2 separate regions of the Mus musculus genome follow, and region 2 is linked to region 1. A link is a contact called in public HiChIP or PLAC-seq data. All regions are on one chromosome and are shown on one strand. The core of a region is the stretch at or near the end of the contact, and the rest is flanking DNA. Distances in the headings are between cores, read along the strand shown. Region 1 overlaps Podxl2 (podocalyxin-like 2). Region 2 overlaps Chchd6 (coiled-coil-helix-coiled-coil-helix domain containing 6).

Evidence for each region. HiChIP or PLAC-seq counts read pairs in DNA pulled down with a chosen protein or histone mark.
Region 2: a FOXA1 HiChIP or PLAC-seq map of pancreatic cancer cells shows a contact between it and region 1. The contact joins two enhancer-like sites.

Annotation. Positions count from the first base shown.
Region 1 is chr6:88,867,949-88,872,894 of GRCm38.p6, reverse strand. All of the region lies in intron 1 of Podxl2 (podocalyxin-like 2), which reads left to right. Among named protein-coding and RNA genes, the nearest start is that of Podxl2, 4.6 kb to the left of the region's middle. Within about 2 kb of position 3,209, at least 45 of the 459 cell types and tissues checked have an H3K27ac peak or open chromatin away from gene starts, as enhancers often do. A contact at or near this core is called in pancreatic cancer cells, where this site is marked.
Region 2 is chr6:89,460,598-89,465,388 of GRCm38.p6, reverse strand. All of the region lies in intron 5 of Chchd6 (coiled-coil-helix-coiled-coil-helix domain containing 6), which reads left to right. Gm46966 (a long non-coding RNA gene) reads right to left here. Exons shown (of 4, transcript XR_003956465.1): 4 at 1-4,738. Among named protein-coding and RNA genes, the nearest start is that of Gm46966, 9.8 kb to the right of the region's middle. Within about 2 kb of position 2,773, at least 27 of the 459 cell types and tissues checked have an H3K27ac peak or open chromatin away from gene starts, as enhancers often do. A contact at or near this core is called in pancreatic cancer cells, where this site is marked.

The sequences.
Region 1 (4,946 bases), core at 1,960-4,459:
CCTGTCTCCGTGACCTCCCCTTTCTGGGCTTGTTTGGATCAGATCTTTCTTGATGCTGATCCACCTTGTCCCTCCCTGTGTGCCTTTTCCTTTCTGCCTCCCTTTGGGGTGATGAAGTAACAGAAAATTCAGTGAGCTTGAGGAAGAAAAGGAATCACACAGCAAGTATAATTCTGAGACCCTCCCCCCCCCCCCCCCCCCCGCGCATATGTCCTAAGTGATCACCCAGTACCCAAGCCTTTGGAAAATAATCAGGTCTATATAAAGACAGAGCAGCCATTGCAAGGAACATGCCTTCCAGAGAATAAAAATTGGTTGGGAAGAAGTCAGAACCAAGGGAAATATCAGATTCCCCTCCCCCCTTTTAAAGTGAGATTTCAGTCTTTGTGAATGGCTATAGGCCACCAGGAAAGGTTGATAAAGAGGAGATAAAGAGGAGCAGGTCACTCCAGCTGTTGGAGTGCAGATGGAGAGTAGAGGGTCCCACCTGGACAAACCCAGGATGAACCCAGCTCTGCACACAGACGTGGCTGAGCAAGAAGCTTTGCCCCCCACGCCTGTAGCTCTATCTACCTTGCTGTCTTTGGGGCAGTTGGCTGGAGTGTGCTGGGCCAGTTGGCTGTGGCTGCTTCTCTACCACACTTAAGTTAGGAATGTTTTGTTTTGTTTTGTTTTGTTTTGTTTTGTTTTGTTTTGTTTTGTTTTTTCAAGATAGGGTCTCATCATGTAGCTCTTGTTGTCCCAGGGCTTACTATGTAGACCAGGCTGGCCTTGAACTCACAAAGATCTGCCTGTGTGTGCCTCCCAAGTGCTGGGATTAGAGGTGTGTGCCACCACACCCAGCTAAGTTAGGTTCCAAGGAGGTAGTTCAGAGACTCCAAAGCAAGCAGGGCACATCTTTTCAGGACCCGTGTAGAGGGTGAGTTCACGACTCCTGAGGAAGACCAACTTTACTCTCTCCTACTGTGGCTGAAGCTGTCTTCTCCGGCATCCCTGCTGAGGCACAGTGTGTGGATAAAGCTGTACTCCTCCTGGCCTGGAAGTGCGTCTGCTCAGGCGCACTGGGAACCTGTACAATATTCAGGGTTTAATTAGCACACACATCCCTCATCACCTGACGTTTTCTTCTCCCTGGGATGCATGAATGAGTTTTTCCAGATTGGTTTCTCTCGTTTGGCTCCTTGCCATCCCCGCTCCCCAGCCCTGGGGAGGCTGCTTCTGCAAACGAGGGCTGCCGAAGCAGCTGGTATCTTGTATACAATTTAGATTCCATTTTTTCCCCTAAACTGCTAATTTCCCTGCAGGCAGAGACTGTCCAAAGTCCATCTTTGCATCACCAGGGAGGACCTGGCGGACCACCCCGCTCAGACCATAAGCTCGGGAGAGACCGAGTGATTCTTGTATGAATTTTACGTGCAATAAGATGGCACATTCCTCACGTGGGGATCTTGGTTTTAGTTGGCAGTAGGATTTTGTGAATCTGTTCCACTTTTTTAAAATTAGAAAATAAGTGTTAAATAAACAAGGACACTTTATAGAAGTGTTTCTAAACAGGGCCCCTGTGGGCCTGTGAATAGATATTCGTGGTGGATAGCATTGTGGGGGCACTTCAGAGGAAGACAGAGCCCTCTACCTGAACTCAGCTAGGAACCCCAGGCAGCATGTCCAAAGGCAAAGGGTGTCCTCCGATCCTCAGTGCGGGCTCCCCTCCTGGGTACCTACATCCCGTGGGGGTAACTATGCTGCCTTGAATATTGTTTTATGCAGCCCAGCTCAGCAAATAATTACTTCCCCAACCTCCTTTATAGAACATCTGCAAGACCTTCCTGTGGGGAGAAGCAGCTAATTACAGCTCTTTCTATTAACTTAGTCCCACGAGTCCTCAGTGATTTCATCTGTAAAACAAGAGGGTCCGACCCAATTATTATTTATTCACTCAAGGGCTTGTTGAGCCCAGTTGCATATCAGAAACTAGACTCTGTAGTGTAGAGGGACCCACTATGTGCTTACCATCTGAGGGACCCACTGTGTGCTTACCATCTGAGGGAGGTTGTATGATTGGGTGAGCAGATTGTAGGGCCAAGGCGGGAATAACAAAGAATGGCACCCTGCCAGGGCTAGTGACTAGGAAAGGCTGTTCAGGAACTATTTGGGACCGGGAAGTTGTCTCGGTGGATAAGAATGGTTGCCATGCAAGCATGAAGACCTGAGTTAGAGTCCCAGTGTCCACAAAGGCTGGGCATGGCTGGACATGCTGTAACCCCAGCTTTGGGGGGGCAGAGACTGGTGGATTTTGGAGTTTGCTGGCCAGCCAGCTAAGCGTCCAGTTCAGTGAGAGACACTACTAGCTCAAGGGATTAACACTGAGAATGATAGGGAAAGCCACCGGGCGTTCTTCTCTGGCCACTGCATGTGTGTGCATACTCACATGTTCACGAGCATACAAGAACACACACACACAGTATGCATACTCACATGCTCACATGCATACAACAGACACACATACACACCGTGTGCATGCTCTCATGCATACAACAACAGACACACGTGAGAGAGAGAGAGAGAGAGAGAGAGAGAGAGAGAGCCGTGAGAGAGAGGGGGCTGTGTCCAGTGTCCAGAGACAGGAATAAGAATTAGGCAGTTGAGGAGGAGGAGGCCAGAGAGGTGGCTCAGCAGTTGAGAGCACTCGCTGCTCTTGCAGAGCACTGAACTGGGTTCAGTTTTTAGCACCCGCACTGAGGTTCACAACTCTACTTCCAGTATGCAATGCGCTCAGCCTGGCTCCATGGGCACTACAGAGCAGGTGGTACATGCAGGCACACATTCAGGAAAAATACAAATCAACAGCTCTTTGAGAATTAGGTAGGGAAGAGATGAGGATAAATGGATGCTCATGTAGAAGGCATAGCATGTATGAAGAAAGCAAAGGAGGTTGTAATGTTCTGGAAATCTCTAGAAATTCAGTTTAAAGCACAGAGCATTCAGGGAATGATTTCGACTGTGAAGAGTGGGGGAGGGGTACTGGGCTTTGTCCCTTGATGGGGAGTCCCTCTACCACTTTAAAGAATATGGCTGGGTCATCTTTGCGATGGGATGGTAGGTACCGATTTGGCTGTCAGAAGCTACTCTGAGTTTTGTTATTCCAAGTGTGGTCTGTGGACCAACAGCATTACTCATCCATGCAGAGCCCGGCGCACTGGGTGAGTCATATGTACACTTAGGCTCTGGTGGCACTCTGTTCCAGAGGGTAGTGTGGAGGAGAGTACACAGTGAGCAGTGGTGGCGAATCTTGAAATACCCGAGAGATCCCTGGGGGATTGTCTCTGGAGAGAGTTGGTTAGAGGATATTCACCGGCCAGCATGTTGGGAGTGTGTAGCTTGGGGAAGCACCCCCACCTTCTCATTTGAATAGACCTGATTCCTTCCTACCAAAACTGGCCTTTGGAGCTGTGAGTAGTATATCCCTCATTCCAGTAATGTGTCCTTGGCTGTTTTGTTGCAGTGTGAGGTCTGGCACACTGTGTGTGTGCTCTCTTGGGGAGCACCATCATCCACCCCGTAGAATGAGATGAGGAGTGAGCATTCCCAGGCTCTGCCCAAGTTGTGCTCCCTCCTAGCATTACTTCTTGTTCAGCCTCTCCCTGCTTTGCAGTCTGCTAGCAGGGCACCGTGCTGTCATCCTGTGGTGTGCTTTCAGGCCTCATGTACACACATACATACATGCCTACATACATACATACATGCCTACACACTCATACATACATGCCTACATACATACATGCCTACACACTTATACATACATGTCTACATATATACATACATACATGCCTACATACATACATACATGCCTACACACTCATACATACATACATGCCTACACACTTATACATACATGCCTACATACATACATACGTGCCTACACACTCATACCTACATGCCTACATACATGCCTACACACTCATACCTACATGCCTACATACATGCCTACACACTCATACCTACATGCCTACATACATACATACATACATGCCTACATACATGCCTACACACTTATACATACATGTCTACATATATACATACATACATGCCTACATACATACATACATGCCTACATACATACATGCCTATGCACATACATACGCACATACATACATGCATGCATACACACACATATATACGCAGCATGTTACACTATGCTATGGTGATCTATTATCTTCTTGGGCTCTATGGAGATCAGGGACTATATCTTTCTTATTTCTGCATATGCTGGGCTTTGTATAATACCCGGTGCAAAGCCAACATTTATAAATTGCATGCATGAATGAGTGTAATCCTACTCTGATATGAAAGAACACCATTTATAACCTTTCTCAGTGTACATACAGGCTGCATCAAATTTGGGGGTGTGTAACAAATCATCCCCAAATTTTGTGACTTACAACAGAACTTCTTGGGATGGCAAGATAGCTCAGTAGGTAAGGATGCTTGTCACTAAGCCCAATGACCTGAATTCAGTCTCTCCAGCCCACACAGTAGAAGGAGAGAGCTGATTCCCAAAAGTTGTCCTTTGAAATCCATGCACATGTGCACACAAGCACACACACAAGAGAGAGAATAAATGTTAATTTAAAAACAATATTGAAAAACCTCCAGAAATTTTTTGTTACTGTTTTTTAATGTGTATGGGTGTTTTGTCCACACATATATCTGCACATCATGTATCACATGTGTGCCCAGCACAGGCAAAGGCCAGAAGAAGACATCAGATCTTCCAGAACTGGAGTTCTAAATGGTTGTGAGCCACCATGTGGGTACTGGGAATTGAACCCATGTTCTTGGAAAGAGCAGTCAGGACCCTTAACCAGAGAGCTATTTCTCTAGTCCCAACCCCCAGAAATTCTTTTTTTTTTTTTTTCTTTTTTTTTGGTTTTTCGAGACAGGGTTTC
Region 2 (4,791 bases), core at 1,524-4,023, 590 kb before region 1:
GAGCTCTGAACAAATCAGGGTTCAGGGCAAGGCAAGAAGAGTAAGGTGGAATGGTGGAGTCCTCAGGCTGGAATTCTGCCGTCCTTGGGGCCAGTCCTGGGCTTCCATGTGGGCCTCCCCTGGTCATTATGACAGGTAGGGAAGGAAAGTCTGCACCATCCAAGCTCATGGTCCAAGAGAAGGAGACTTTGTGGTGCTTTTATACTACTGTGTTTATTCTGCCATGATGGCCTTTTAGTGTGGAAGGAGAGGCTGCAAACTTTCCACATAACTATACAGTGTACCACATTGAAAGCTATAAGTGTAGAGTGTTGAATTTTGCCAAGGATAACAGTGAACTGCTGAGGACATGGGCCAATGTTTTCATGCACCTGAGGAAAAACTATAGGCATACTAGTCACAGGGGACAGTCATCCATTCAGCTGAGCTGACAGAGCCTGGGTATCAGTGTCTGAAAGGCTAGGTTGTCTCTGTTGTTCTGCAGTTCTCATTTCTCTCTATGTCTCCATTTCCTCATCTTTAAGATAGACTCATCTGTGCCATCTGTGAAGAAAGAATGAAGGCTAATGTAGGCAGTACCTATGGAAATGTTGCTCTAGACAAGATTCTGGTTTTGCGCTGTAGCCACCTGGGATCCTGTATGGTGTCATAGTGAGTTCTTTAGTTTGGGATTGGTGCATGCGCATGGGTATGTACATGTATGCTGTGAGTTTGAACCTAGGTATGCAGAGGTGAGTTTTAGTCTGAAGATGGTCTGCCCTCATCTCCTGCTCTCTGAGATGGAGAAACCTCTTCTCTGGGCTTTATAAGGCTTTTTATGAATGCCTACCAGGAGTCCCACAAGCAAGGCATTGTGCAGAGGGCTGGGGCTAGTTTGAACTGGCATTTCTCACACACCAAGAGAATGTTTATTGAGTGTTAGATACATGCACCAGGTAGGTGAAACCCTCACTGTCCTCGGAGTTGTGCTCAGAGGATCTCTTACCATCGTGCTTGCACTCGAGCTGAACATGCACTTAGCTGTCATGTTTGTTCTAGGAGATGAACAAACTGGGGTAGGATCCCCACAGTGTGCCCAGAATCAGCTGGGGTGACTTGTATCTCTTAAACCAGTGCATTTGCTTCTCACAGTGACTCCTGTGAAATGCCTGAAAAGCCCACAGAGCTGACTGCTTTTGCTGGTAAAAGCTCATTTGACTGTGACTAACCATGGCCACCCATTGAACTGAGTAAGAGAGGGGACAAGTATGCTTTAAGGTCCTGTAGACATCTTCTAGTTCAGCCTTGGTAATGGAAAAACAAGTGTGCTGAGTATGGTGTTTATCTGCCCATTATTTTATCATGAGTCATTATTTGTGTAAAGCAAACATTAGGATGCACACTGACATAAGTAATAAGTTCTCTTTAATGTTATTTTCACCCTTTCCTCTTTTTTAATTTTAAGTACATAACCACTCCACATCGATTCAAGTTTGTTGCTTCATGGAAGCCTCAGGTGTGGAGGGGAGGTGGTGAGGCTTGGGGCAGGCCATGGATCCTCTGGTGTGGAGGGGAGGTGGTGAGGCATAAGCAATGTGTGGCTCCACCTTGTAGAGTCTTCTGGAATAGAGAGAACTGATTGATACCCTTGCTCTAGTTTATGGGCCACAAAGAACCCCCTCCCCACTTCTGTAAGACCTCATCTCACTTTCCCAAACTTGCCAGCTGCACAGAGGAGAAAGCTTGTAAACTAGCTTCCAAGACTGAATTTGGAGAAAGCACAAAACTCAGAAATGTTTGTATTCTTCTTAGACTTTGGCTCTTTCCTAGCACAGACGTCTGTACACATCTGCTTGCCTATTCCTGAGTGGTCAACCCTTTTTCCTCCTTTTTCTCTGATAAAGAAGGCCTGTAAGCAGATCCAGACAGTCCTGATCAGCCATCTTACTAACACACTCACAAAGCCTGCCTGACTAGGCACAGGTATCCTTGTCTCTTGGGGTGTCAATCAGTGTATCCACAATGTTTTCACTTGCTAGTGAGCATGTACACACCAGGGAGGCATGGCCTTCACTCACAGGGTGACACTATCCTACACTCAGCAGAAAGGCCACCATGAGAGAGGTGAGAGCAGGTGAGAGTTTCAGACGATGCTATGGGAGTACATTGACAAAGCCGCGTCAGGAAACTGAGGTCTAGGTCTGTTATGACCAGGTATGGATGTACCTAGTGACGCAAAAGATTCTCCAGAAGAAGCCATGGGGCAGTGCTCAGGAAAGCCTAAGACCAGAATCAAGGAATTCATTCATCTATCCAGTGAAGAGCAAGAATGAGCAGCATGTTGCTGCAGACAGCAATGATGAAGATTGCAAACCCTGTGAAGGAACTAAAAGAGGCCAGGTATGGAAGAGATATGTGTGATCTATCTGCATTAAAAACAGCAAAGCAGATCTGAGGGTTACAAGGTTGAACAGTGGAGACAGCCTGACTGAAAGATATGTAGCTTGGGGGTGGGACACTGGTCACTTCAGGTGCATGGGTTGGCCAAGATCCACTCTCTGACCTACGAAAGATTCACCTGTCAGTATGTTAGACTTTGAGGAAAAAAAGGGACAGCCATTGAGGAGGAAAGGCCACCAGGGAGTGCCTGATATCTTCTGCTGCTTTCTCCCTTCTCCTGGGGCCTGGGGCCCTCCCACAGATCATAGCACACACAGCACATACCATGTTGACTAGTCCATGCTAGTGTCTATGGCTTTTTCTCTCCTTCCTTTAAAAGCTGTTGAGCACAGTCCTGATCAGTGTCATTAAGAAAGGGTGATTCATCGGTGGGGGCCAGGAATGCAGTGTTAGGCATATAATAGGGGCTTAGTAAATATTTTCCAGAGTAAAGAGAGGAAAGTATGTGCACATAAACAGGAAACAAATGCATTTGGGTTATTGGAGGGGAAGAAGGGAGCTTTGCCAAGAAGGCTGCTTAGTGGAAGCAGTGTTTGGAGAATGACCAAGATGCCATGGCAGCCTAAAAGGTGGAGGCCCAGCCTCAGCAGAGGTGCCTCACACATAGGCCATCGGAGGTGGGGATGAATAGAAATTGGCATGTGATTTTGAGGGACCTCACTGAAATGTGTGGCCTTAGATAGTTTTAAAGTCTGTAAGGCCTGAAAGCTGGAGAGAGATTTGAGCTTGAAAGCCCATGAGAATAATGGTACCATTGAAGGAAAGAAAGTCATGTGAGCTACTGCTTTTGGGGCCAGTGATGAGCTTAATTTTAGACATGTGCTTATGAGGCAGAATGTCCAGCACATGGTTAAGAAGTGTTAAGCAAGAGGAGTGGATCCTACAAGACAATAGTCACTCTGATTTTGTGAGCCTGTACCATGTGCCAGGCCCCTTTCATAAGTTATCGCTGATCCTGGCTTCAGCCCTGCAAGCTAGATTATATTACATGTGTTCTACAAATGAAAGAACTCGGAAACAGGCTGAGCAAGCTGCCAGAAGCCGTGCAGCTGATAGATGGAGTCTGCTCCTTTCACCACACCATGCTGCCTCTCTACATCATCTTGGAAGAGAATGTGGGAAGCAGGCCGGATTCTGTGGGGGCAGAGAGCGTAGACCCAAGAAAGCCTGTGTAGCAGGACTTGTGAGCCACACCCAGGGAGCCTTGTCAGTCCTCCTCTCTGGAGAAGCTAACACTGGGCTTTGTAGGGGCGAGGTAGGCATGTGAGGAGGAAAGGGCTGGCCGTGTTTTCAAGAAGTTTCATCAAGAGTATATTTGTAGTTGAGAAAGGAGTGGAAAACCTGTATATCCGAAAGGAACACTCCTAACACCTTTTGGAAAGGGTCCAGCAGAAGCTAATCCAGAGTCAGAAGTGGGCATGCCAACAAATGGCCACAGGTTCTTTAGGAGTGAAGAGATCAAGCCACACAGTGAGTAAGCGTGTTATTGCTGCAAGAACAGCTGCACAGGCATGTCCATTAGACACCTCTGTTGAGTACAGGAGGCCTACCCAGAGGTGCCACTGAGATGCAGAGCAGGGCACTTTTGTAGAGATGAAACAAGTGACAAGGACTCCCAGAGAAAAATCTTGAGAGAGATGCAGCCAGAGTGGGGATACAGAGGTCAGCATAGTGTGAGTGGTTCATTCTCATTCTTTTTGTCCCATCCTCAAACAAGTCCAGGAAGTGGGGACTCTCACCAGCCTACTGGGCAGTGAACTGGCATGGCCATCCACAGCAGTGGTACCACAAGTTGGGTGGAGTTACAGATAGCAGTTAGAGTTTGCTGCCCTGAGGTTCTGGCCACCTGAATTCAGGGAATCAATATTTAGCGTCTGCCAGGCTCAAGTCAACACTGTTGCTGGGGAAGGTTCCTGAGTGGAGCACACAGGAGCACTGCAAGCACCCCTCCCCGTGGCATGGTTGCTTCTGCCTTGTTCTTTGCTTAAGCACCTTAAAAGCCAATTTGCAGCAGCCATGGCCTTTCTCCCCAGGTACTTCACATAAGTCTCAAAAGTGTAATTCTTATGCAACTACAATGTCCTCATCTTACCTCAGGGGATAAACATTAATTCCTTCGATTTTTCTTTTCCAAAAATACCTTCTTCCAGGATATTTGGATTTCTATTTGTTTGGGGTATAAGTCTTTATCCAACAGTCATATTACAGTTGATTCTTAGTTCTGAAGCCCATGGTCATACAAGTTAGGCTTTTTCATGACAATGGCTTGTTCCCTTTTTCCTCCTTCAGTGCATGGAACCTGAGCCAGAGAAGTCAAATTAAATGCTGGGAGACCCTGTTAGGAAAGGGAGT